Linked DNA regions of Zea mays: region 2 is linked to region 1. Evidence: chromatin contacts called from public Hi-C data. All regions are on one chromosome and are shown on one strand. Each heading gives the region's core, a stretch centred on a gene start, on an enhancer-like site or on the middle of the called end of the contact. The rest is flanking DNA. Distances are from core to core; before and after follow the strand shown.

Evidence for each region. A called contact is a pair of places that touch in the nucleus more often than the background predicts.
Region 2: a Hi-C map of endosperm shows a contact between it and region 1, with 2.1 times the contacts expected there. The contact joins the promoter of LOC103652628 here to the promoter of LOC100193621 in region 1. A contact is called at or near these places in 5 of 25 Hi-C or Micro-C datasets (ear, endosperm, leaf and 1 more).

The regions. Positions count from the first base shown.
Region 1 is chr3:231,577,044-231,581,259 of Zm-B73-REFERENCE-NAM-5.0, forward strand. LOC100193621 reads right to left here and starts at 2,062. Exons shown (of 10, transcript NM_001358849.1): 1 at 1,752-2,062; 2 at 1,469-1,549; 3 at 770-819. The coding sequence starts at 1,835.
Region 2 is chr3:231,788,212-231,792,427 of Zm-B73-REFERENCE-NAM-5.0, forward strand. LOC103652628 reads right to left here and starts at 1,786. Exons shown (of 3, transcript XM_020550599.3): 1 at 1,246-1,786; 2 at 1-297. The coding sequence starts at 1,451.

The DNA.
Region 1 (4,216 bases), core at 812-3,311:
ACATATTTAACATTTTTTGGATGAGAACTATAGACAAAAATAGGGGAAGGTATTTCTTAGCTCTGAAACCAAATAAAGATAATATTCCACCAAAAGTGAAATATCAACATACAGAAATTCATGGAGGTCATGAATTCAATGCAAGTATACGTACAGACTGAAGAAGTAACTTCTGCAAGGGCATGCAATATCAACTCAACATAGTGCCGGATACACACTAAAAAGAAGCATTCTCATTTCCTTAGGAATTAGGATATTTCACAAAATTGATGGAAGGATGTGCAAAAAGGGCATGGCATATGTTCTGCAGACATCATTTCAACGAATTATTTCTGGGTATGTGGGTTTTAAACCTCTGAAAGAAGTATTACTTTACTAGTGTTAATGCTGAGTACCAAATCACCAAAAGACTAAAATAAAGGAGAAAGAAGAATAAATATCAATAACTACAACCTGTTCGAGCACTGCCCTGGAGTGAACTGTTGTCTGTTGAGAACAATCACAATACAAAAAGGAAAAAAACGATGAACTATTCCATATAATAAATATACTTCTCCTGAAACACCACATAGTTCATAAACTGAATACCTCAGGCAATCTTATGTTTGAGGAAATTAGTTAAAGAACACTTCATCACGTTGCTATACTTCAACTATAAGTCATGAAGCAAATTAGAATTAATCTTTCAAAATAAAATAAAGGAAAACAAGTAACAATTGGGGGAGCACATGAATATACATTAAACGAGCAAGTGACTTCAGCTACTTACGGGATGAAAATAAGTAGCTCAGGGTCACCCTCATTACTCTCCAGAAAACCCTGGTGCAGCAAAAATGCTCATGAGAATGCAGATTTTACCAATGATGAGGAACTTAAAGAACAGGATCTGAGCTAAAAAATCACTAATTATATAAATACAAAACGGAAACTTGCTTGTATAACAATTTTTCTGAACTGTTTTGAAGACACGCAGCTCTCCAGACCCACTTTACTATTTAGCACTGTTTAGTTACTTAATTTTCCTATGTGATACCACACTCCTTTCCTTCCTCCTTCCTCTACAGCTTAGTCCACCACTCCCACAGCAGTTAAACCAAGCCCATGTTCCTACCTTCACTTCATACCATGCTGTCAATCAAGCATGCTAGAGCATCAAGCAATCATGAAGGAGCTAATCTATATAATACTTAAACATGTGCCATATTTCACAGACGACGATAATTCACGAGATATGCCTTCGTTTTGGAGATTTTAGATAACAACAGATGCATTCTCGACAAAGGAAGAAAAAAGGTCATTAGAAATTTATTACTCCTAAGTCCTAATATAATAAGAAAAGGACAACTGGTCTTAGTGGTTACTGAACTAGATGTACACATTCTGCATCTCCTAACTGAGCCGGTGAACCCTAGCTTCCATTAAAAAATAAACTAAGGCAACGTGGACATGAGGAGGCATTGGTACATACCCCCGAGGTGTCAAGGCGCTGCTCCCAGGGCTTGAAGACGGACTTGACGCTCCCGGGCACCGATTCGTTGAGAGCCACCACCTGCGCGCACGAGATCGTGTCAGCCGCCGCCCTAAATCCTTGTTCACCGCCTATTGTACTGTATACTGTCGCACAATCCGATGCGCCGCGGGGTACCAACAGAACCTTACGAAGCCGTCGAAAACAAAGGCACAATAAGGAGGGAGGTGGGGCAGCGGATCAATCTGGCAACTGGTGAGAGGGAGTGGGGGGATTACAGGACCTTGGGGACGTCGATGTGGTTGTAGAGCGACCAGTCGGCGGCGCAGTTGTGATCCTCGCAGCTGTGGTCGTGCAGGCAGGCCATGGCTCCTCGTGCTCCTCCCCCGACCGAATGCGGCCACCAGCAGCCGTGTCCTCCTTCGATTTGCTATCGTCTTGTCGGTTTTCGGAGACCGGACTCCTTGCAGCTCCTACTCTCCTACTGGGCGGGGCGCGTATATAGGTGGGGGATTGCTTTGCTTCCCTGCCTCCGCACCGTTGCTGCTCTTTCGGCCTCGCGCAGGTTGCAGAGAAGTCTAGAGGGATTCTTTCTCCGTACTCAGCCGTGGCGTGGGGACGCCTGCCGTGGTAATTGTCTCTGATTCGTACCAGAGCCAACAAAGAATAGATCAGCCTGTGTTCCAATTCCAACTCACAACAGCCTGAAGCCCATTAAATAATACAGAGGAATCATATAAGAAGTTTATATGAATCAATATATTTTTACTGAAAAACATAGAAAAAGTACCAAATTCAAAAGGGGACTGGGGACCTGACTATTAATCTTCTAGTTTAAAATCTATTCTATAAAAATATAAACAATAAAGTAGTCTACATGTAAAATAATGTTTTATATGACTATATGTACGGTTCCTTGGCAGCTGAATCTGACAGCTCTGGTTTTAGGATGACAAATATGTCTAGATTTACGCTTTTACTGTTCTAAATTTGAGCCAAAACCAAAGTGCAATCATCCAAAGTGCACGGTACTGAGCTGTCCAGTGTCCGATTTGCCCCGATTTGTGTCCTCTTTGGAAAAGGTGACACCAAAAAGGTGACACGTGAGAACAGCACGAGCCCTCACGTACAAGTTTTGGATAAAGGAGTAGGAGTAGGGTCTTCGACTATCTGACAAGTAGCACCCACCGAATCATATGAAACTACTGAGACATATTAAAAATAAAATTTTAGTATTTAATGATCTATATAATTATTTAGAATAATATTCTTTACTAGAGTATTTAGTTATAGTTCAAACAATACACCGTGGACTTAGATAAAGACAAAAAAGTTTTGAAAGTTCAACATCTTAAAAAGACATTAAAGATCTAAGACAACATGTAAGTGTATAAAAGATAATATAGAATTAAATCAAACAAAAAGATCACAAAGAAAACAAGCAAGAGAATGATTTGAAGAGCGTGAGACCATCACTAGGGAGCATTGGACTATGCTCTAGAAGCTAACCCGGGTGTCTTGGGCTTCAAAGAAATAAAACTCAGTAGCTCTATCCATCGCGAAGCCAAGTATATTACTGCACGACACTGTTGTGCACAATTACTCTAGATGAGATAAACTCTTAGGGACTATGGCTATAAGTTGAGCAAAGTTCCTCTCCTATGTGATAATAAGAGTGCAATCTGCATGGCGGATAATCCCGTTGAACACAGCCACACTAAGCACATAGACATCCGGTATCATTTTTTGAGAGATCACCAACAAAAGGGATATCAAAATTGCTTATGTTAGCACCCACAACCAATTAGTCGATATATTTACCAAGCCCCTAGATGAAAAGACTTTTAGCAAGCTTAGAAATGAGCTAAACATCTAAGATTCTCGAAACTTTGATTGAAACATTGCACACATTGCTTATTGATATACCTTGATCATATCTCTTTCATTTGGTATAAATGCATATTTATTATTCTTCTTTTGCCAAAAGCTAAGACTAATATGCTTCCATGAGTATCTCTATGATTAGTCTTAGATTGAAAGGAAAATGGAGTTTTCGGCAAAGGCAAGGCTTCCGCTACGACTCTGTCAGTATCATTTATCCTTTGCCCTATTCATAAACTTTCACTCATATCCTTTTACAAAGGGGGAGAAAATTTTAAGTCCTCTTAAGTTTCTTCGTTTTTGGCGATTAATGCCAAATGGGGAGAATTAATAGGCCCAAAGCAAAAGGACCACACCATCACCCTGTTTTCAAAAACTATTTCACAAAGGGGGAGAAGTTAGTCAAATTACAAAACCCCTCTTGACAACTAAGAGGAGAATTTCTTCAGGGAGAGCTTTTATTTAGCCAAAGGAAAAGCATTTGAAACAGAGGGAGAATTTTCAAAATCTTGAAAATGCCTTTTGAAATCATATTCTTATACTATTGGCTATTTGCAAAAGACTTCGAAAAGGCTTTTACAAACGATTTGCAGAAAAACAACCTAAGTGGTGCAAATGTGGTCCAAAATATTAAACTAGAAGAAAGCATTCATATATACTTAGAAATACTTTCAGTTGGTTTAAATTCAAAGTAACTTATACACAACTATCAAAATGCAAACCAGTTACATTCCTACACTTTATATTTTCTTTGGTTTGTGTTGGCATCAATCAAAAAGGGGGAGATTGAAAGAGAAATGGGCTTTAACATTTCCTATAATTGATTTTGGTGTTTGACGTCAATCACAAACCACATGGACTAACTAG
Region 2 (4,216 bases), core at 536-3,035, 210 kb after region 1:
GCACCACGAGATTTTTTGCTGAGCCCATTTATATTTATAGATTTTGCAGAACACATATTCTGGGATGCACACAAATCATTGCCGGTCTCCTCTTCAAAATCATCACAGTTATTTGAAAAATGGGACCTTTCAATTTCAAGGGCATGCAAAATGGCATCCTCTCTGCGAACATATCTCCCTTCAGCATGTGTCCTCTTTTGCTGGCGAGCTAGAGCCTTGGCTTTTTCTATACATTCATCATATTCTCCACACCGAAATGACTTCACACGTTTAGATTTCTCAAGATTATACCAGTCACTGTGGCAAAGTCCAACATAGCAAGTAAGATAGATATTTCAAACTTTAGAGTGCAGGTCAATACTTTAGTAAACTGATGATGTTCAGTGCTACAAACAGAAAACATTTGAGGATGCAATGGAAGAGTGATAAACATTAATTTATGCAGTTGTTTGGGAAGTTAAAAGTAAATATTGAAGCCTAAAACATGTATACAACTTCGAAACATCAGCTCACCAGAATGAATAAAAAATTCAAAACCAACTTCATATAGGGTAATATTTTCTTAATATCAGAACAATGTTTAAAATACACAAAGATTTGAAGAGTATGTTCATAGACTAAATATAAACCAAGAAAATATATCAATCACTGTGCACACAATTTTAATGTATATGTATTAATTTCAAGAAATGCATGGATTTTTTTTGCCGCCCAAGACATACATAGAAAGGTAACCTTATCCTTGTCACCTAACGGATACTTAAGTTACCTAATACCACTCTCTGGGTTCAGCAACAGGGGGGTGAGAGATGCGTTCAGTTGATGCTGCCACCATGGGTAACAAGAACAACATCTAGAGCTAAGGCATAATGGTAAGCCGTAAGCACCCCTATCTAGATATGTATGCAAACATCCATAAAAATACATTTCAGAAATAATAATTTGTTTGAGGTAGCTATACACTTCGTGGAGGCCCTAAGATCAATCCAACATACACAGTACCCTCCCTTTCGAAGTTCCCATTGTACTTAAACCAAAAGTCCCACCCAAAAAATTATTATTTGCCCGACTTGAAAGTGAACACAACATGAGTGATCCAATGACCATTAGACCAAGTACAAACAGTAGTAGCAACAGATCATCGGGAGCCAGCGGAATCAACGCATGAACAAGGAGCATAACAGAGTGATTACAGAGGGCAATAGGGGGAGTTGGGTTATTGGTAGGGCGAGGGTTTGGACGGACATGCTGCCGTCGGAGCGGCCAAGGAGCTTGATAGGCGTGCCGGCAGAGCGCGGCGGGATGACGGTGTTCTCGGGAAGCTCGTCCATGCCGAGGATCCGGCCCGGCCACCAGGATCCGTTGCGGCGGCGCACCCAGACGAGCGCTCCGACCTCGGCGTCCGGCCCCGTCACGCCGCCGGGCCACTCCTCTCCCGCGCAGCTCCCCATCACTCTGTATGTCTGCAACCCCTATCTCTCCACCACCATCGCCTCCCGTTTCGCTCCTCACCCCACTAATCAAGTCAAGAGACCTCCTTTGCTTGTCCAAGAGATCAGGAGGGGCCTTAGAACCCCAGAGAACGCTTGTACGAGATGGCTCTGCCAGCCCGGGCGGCGACGGCTGCCTCGTGGAAGCGGTGCTGCGGTGGTTCTCGGTGTGCAGGTGGGGAGAACCGAAGAGGTGGAAGGAGCGGAGGGGGCAGAGTCCGGGGAAGGAGGAAGACGGGAGTGGGAGTTAGAGGCGTGCATTGGGCCGTTTTGGGTGCTCGCGATTGAGCTAATGGGCTTCGAGATGACCCATTTTCAGTGACTGTAAGGGCAGGGGGTGTTTGGTAGAGGCTCCGCTTCTAATGAGAATAACTCTCGCAGACCCAAACGGTAAAGTCTGAATTATTCTATGGTGAGAGTAGAGTGAACCTAGTCTCTATTTTGTATTATAAAATCATAGCTAAAAAATTACTTCCCATCGCACCCACCCTGCTCCCCACTCTCTAACCTCTCAAGAATCACTTCACGGTCTATTTGTCAAACGGTTTTCATCGAATAGATTCACTTCTGCTAGAGAATCACTTGTAATCACTCTATTAGAAAATCGGCTCTCAGAGCTAGATAATCATGAAGCGGAGCTCTACCAAACGAGCCCTAAGTCACGACGGAAAAGTCTACGTGACCTTGTTCATCTACTGCGTTCAAAATCCAAGCCCTCCTCTCTCTAGAAGGAAAACATATCTCCTAATTTTATAAAATCTATACTACTAATTAAGAGTCTAACGTAGGCGACCACACTTCCATCCCCCCCCCCCCCCGCCTGTGTGCCCCCTCCCCGCGCCCACAGCCCCGTCCTCGCCCCCGCCGCCACAACAACATTGGTGGTGTCCTCCCCTCGCCCGCAACCCCGCCCCATGACCCCGCCCACATGCCCCCGCTCCGCCCCCGTCACTGACCCCGTGATGCTCGGTCCGCAACACCCGCCATCCCCCGCTGTCGCCGCTCGCGCCATGCGTGTGATGCCCCGGCCACGATAGTCGTCGTGCCTGGTACCGCCCGTCGAGACAACCCCCGCCTCGCTCACCGACCGAGGATGCCCCTCCTCAATGCGTGCGATACTTGGGTCGCGACAGTCGTCGTGCCTAGTAACGCCCGCAGAGACGGCCGTGAGCGGGGTGGGGGCACACAGACCAGCCCTCTAGGGCTACTAGGACATTCTCTCTCCTTTTTTTGCGTCGGGTATGCTTGATTTCACGTTTGGGACTTGAGCCGAGTGTACGCTAAAAGATTTGTTGATCTTAAACATGAGGTCGGGCTCGAAGTTCAATCTCATTTTTCTAATCGAGGTTTCATTTGTATTTTTATGCATTTTGAATTACATCAACATGTTATTTTTATATATGCAAACTGAATTATGTTCGTTTTTTCTTAATATGTTCATTTTAAAACTCTGTCGTGTGAATGCTCGGTACAAATTGCTAGCATCTTTCCAACGATCTTTTCGCTTTCACTTTGTCAGCAGTTTCTATACGGTTAACTCTTTCCCTTTTCTTTGTCTACTCTCTAGGTTATGCTCCGGCTAAAAATGACTTTTTTGAAAGGGTATGCATCTTTATTGTCCAAAATCTTCCTTCGTCACAATTAGAGTAAAAGTTAGCAGGGAAGATTTAAGTCAGATTTTGTCGGGGACCATAATTAGGGGTACCCTCAAGACTCCTAATTCTCAGCTGGTAACCCCCATCAGCATAAAGCTGCAAAGGCCTGATGGGTGCGATTAAGTCAGGGATCAGTCCATACGAGCGACTCGATCATGCCTCGCCCGAGCCTAGCCTCGGACAAGGGCAGCCGACCCCGAGGGATTTCCGTCTCGCCCGAGGCCCCCTCCAATGGCGGACACATCTCCGGCTCGCCCGAGGCCTTGCCTTCGCTAAGAAGCAACCCTGACTAAATCGCCGCACCAACCGACCGAGTCGCAGGAGCATTTAACGCAAAGGTGGCCTGACACCTTTATCCTGACGCGCGCCCCCCGGCAGAGCCGAAGTGACCGCCGTCACTTCGCCGCTCCACTGACTGGCCTGACAAAAGGACAGCGCCGCCTGCGCCACTCCGACTGCAGTGCCACTTGACAGAGTGAGACTGACAGGCAGTCAGGCCCTGCCAAAGGCTCCACGGGAAACTCCGCTCCGCCCGACCCAGGGCTCGGACTCGGGCTAAGTCCCGGAAGACGGCGAACTCCGCTCTGCCCGACCCAGGGCTCGGACTCGGGCTCAGCCCCAGAAGACGGCGAACTCCGCACCGCCCGACCCAGGGCTCGGACTCGGGCTAAGTCCCGGAAGACGGCGAACTCCGCTCCGCCCGACCCAGGGCTCGGACTCGGGCTCAGCCCCAGAAGACGACGAACTCCGCTTCACCCGACCCCAGGGCTCGAACTCCGCCCTGGCCTCTGCCGAACGACCTCCGCCTCGCCCGACCCAGGGGCTCGGACTCGGCCTCGGCCACGGAAGACAGACTCGACCTCGGCTTCGGAGGAGCCTCCACGACGCCCAACCTAGGGCGCAGGCCAGCCACGTCAACAAGAAGCGCCATCATCACCCTACCCCGAGCCGACTCGGACCGCAGAGAACAAGACCGGTGTCCCATCTGGCTAGCTCCGCCAGATAGGCAATGATGGCGCCCCGCATGCTCTGTGACGACGGCGGCTCTCAGCTCTCTTACGGAAGCAGGAG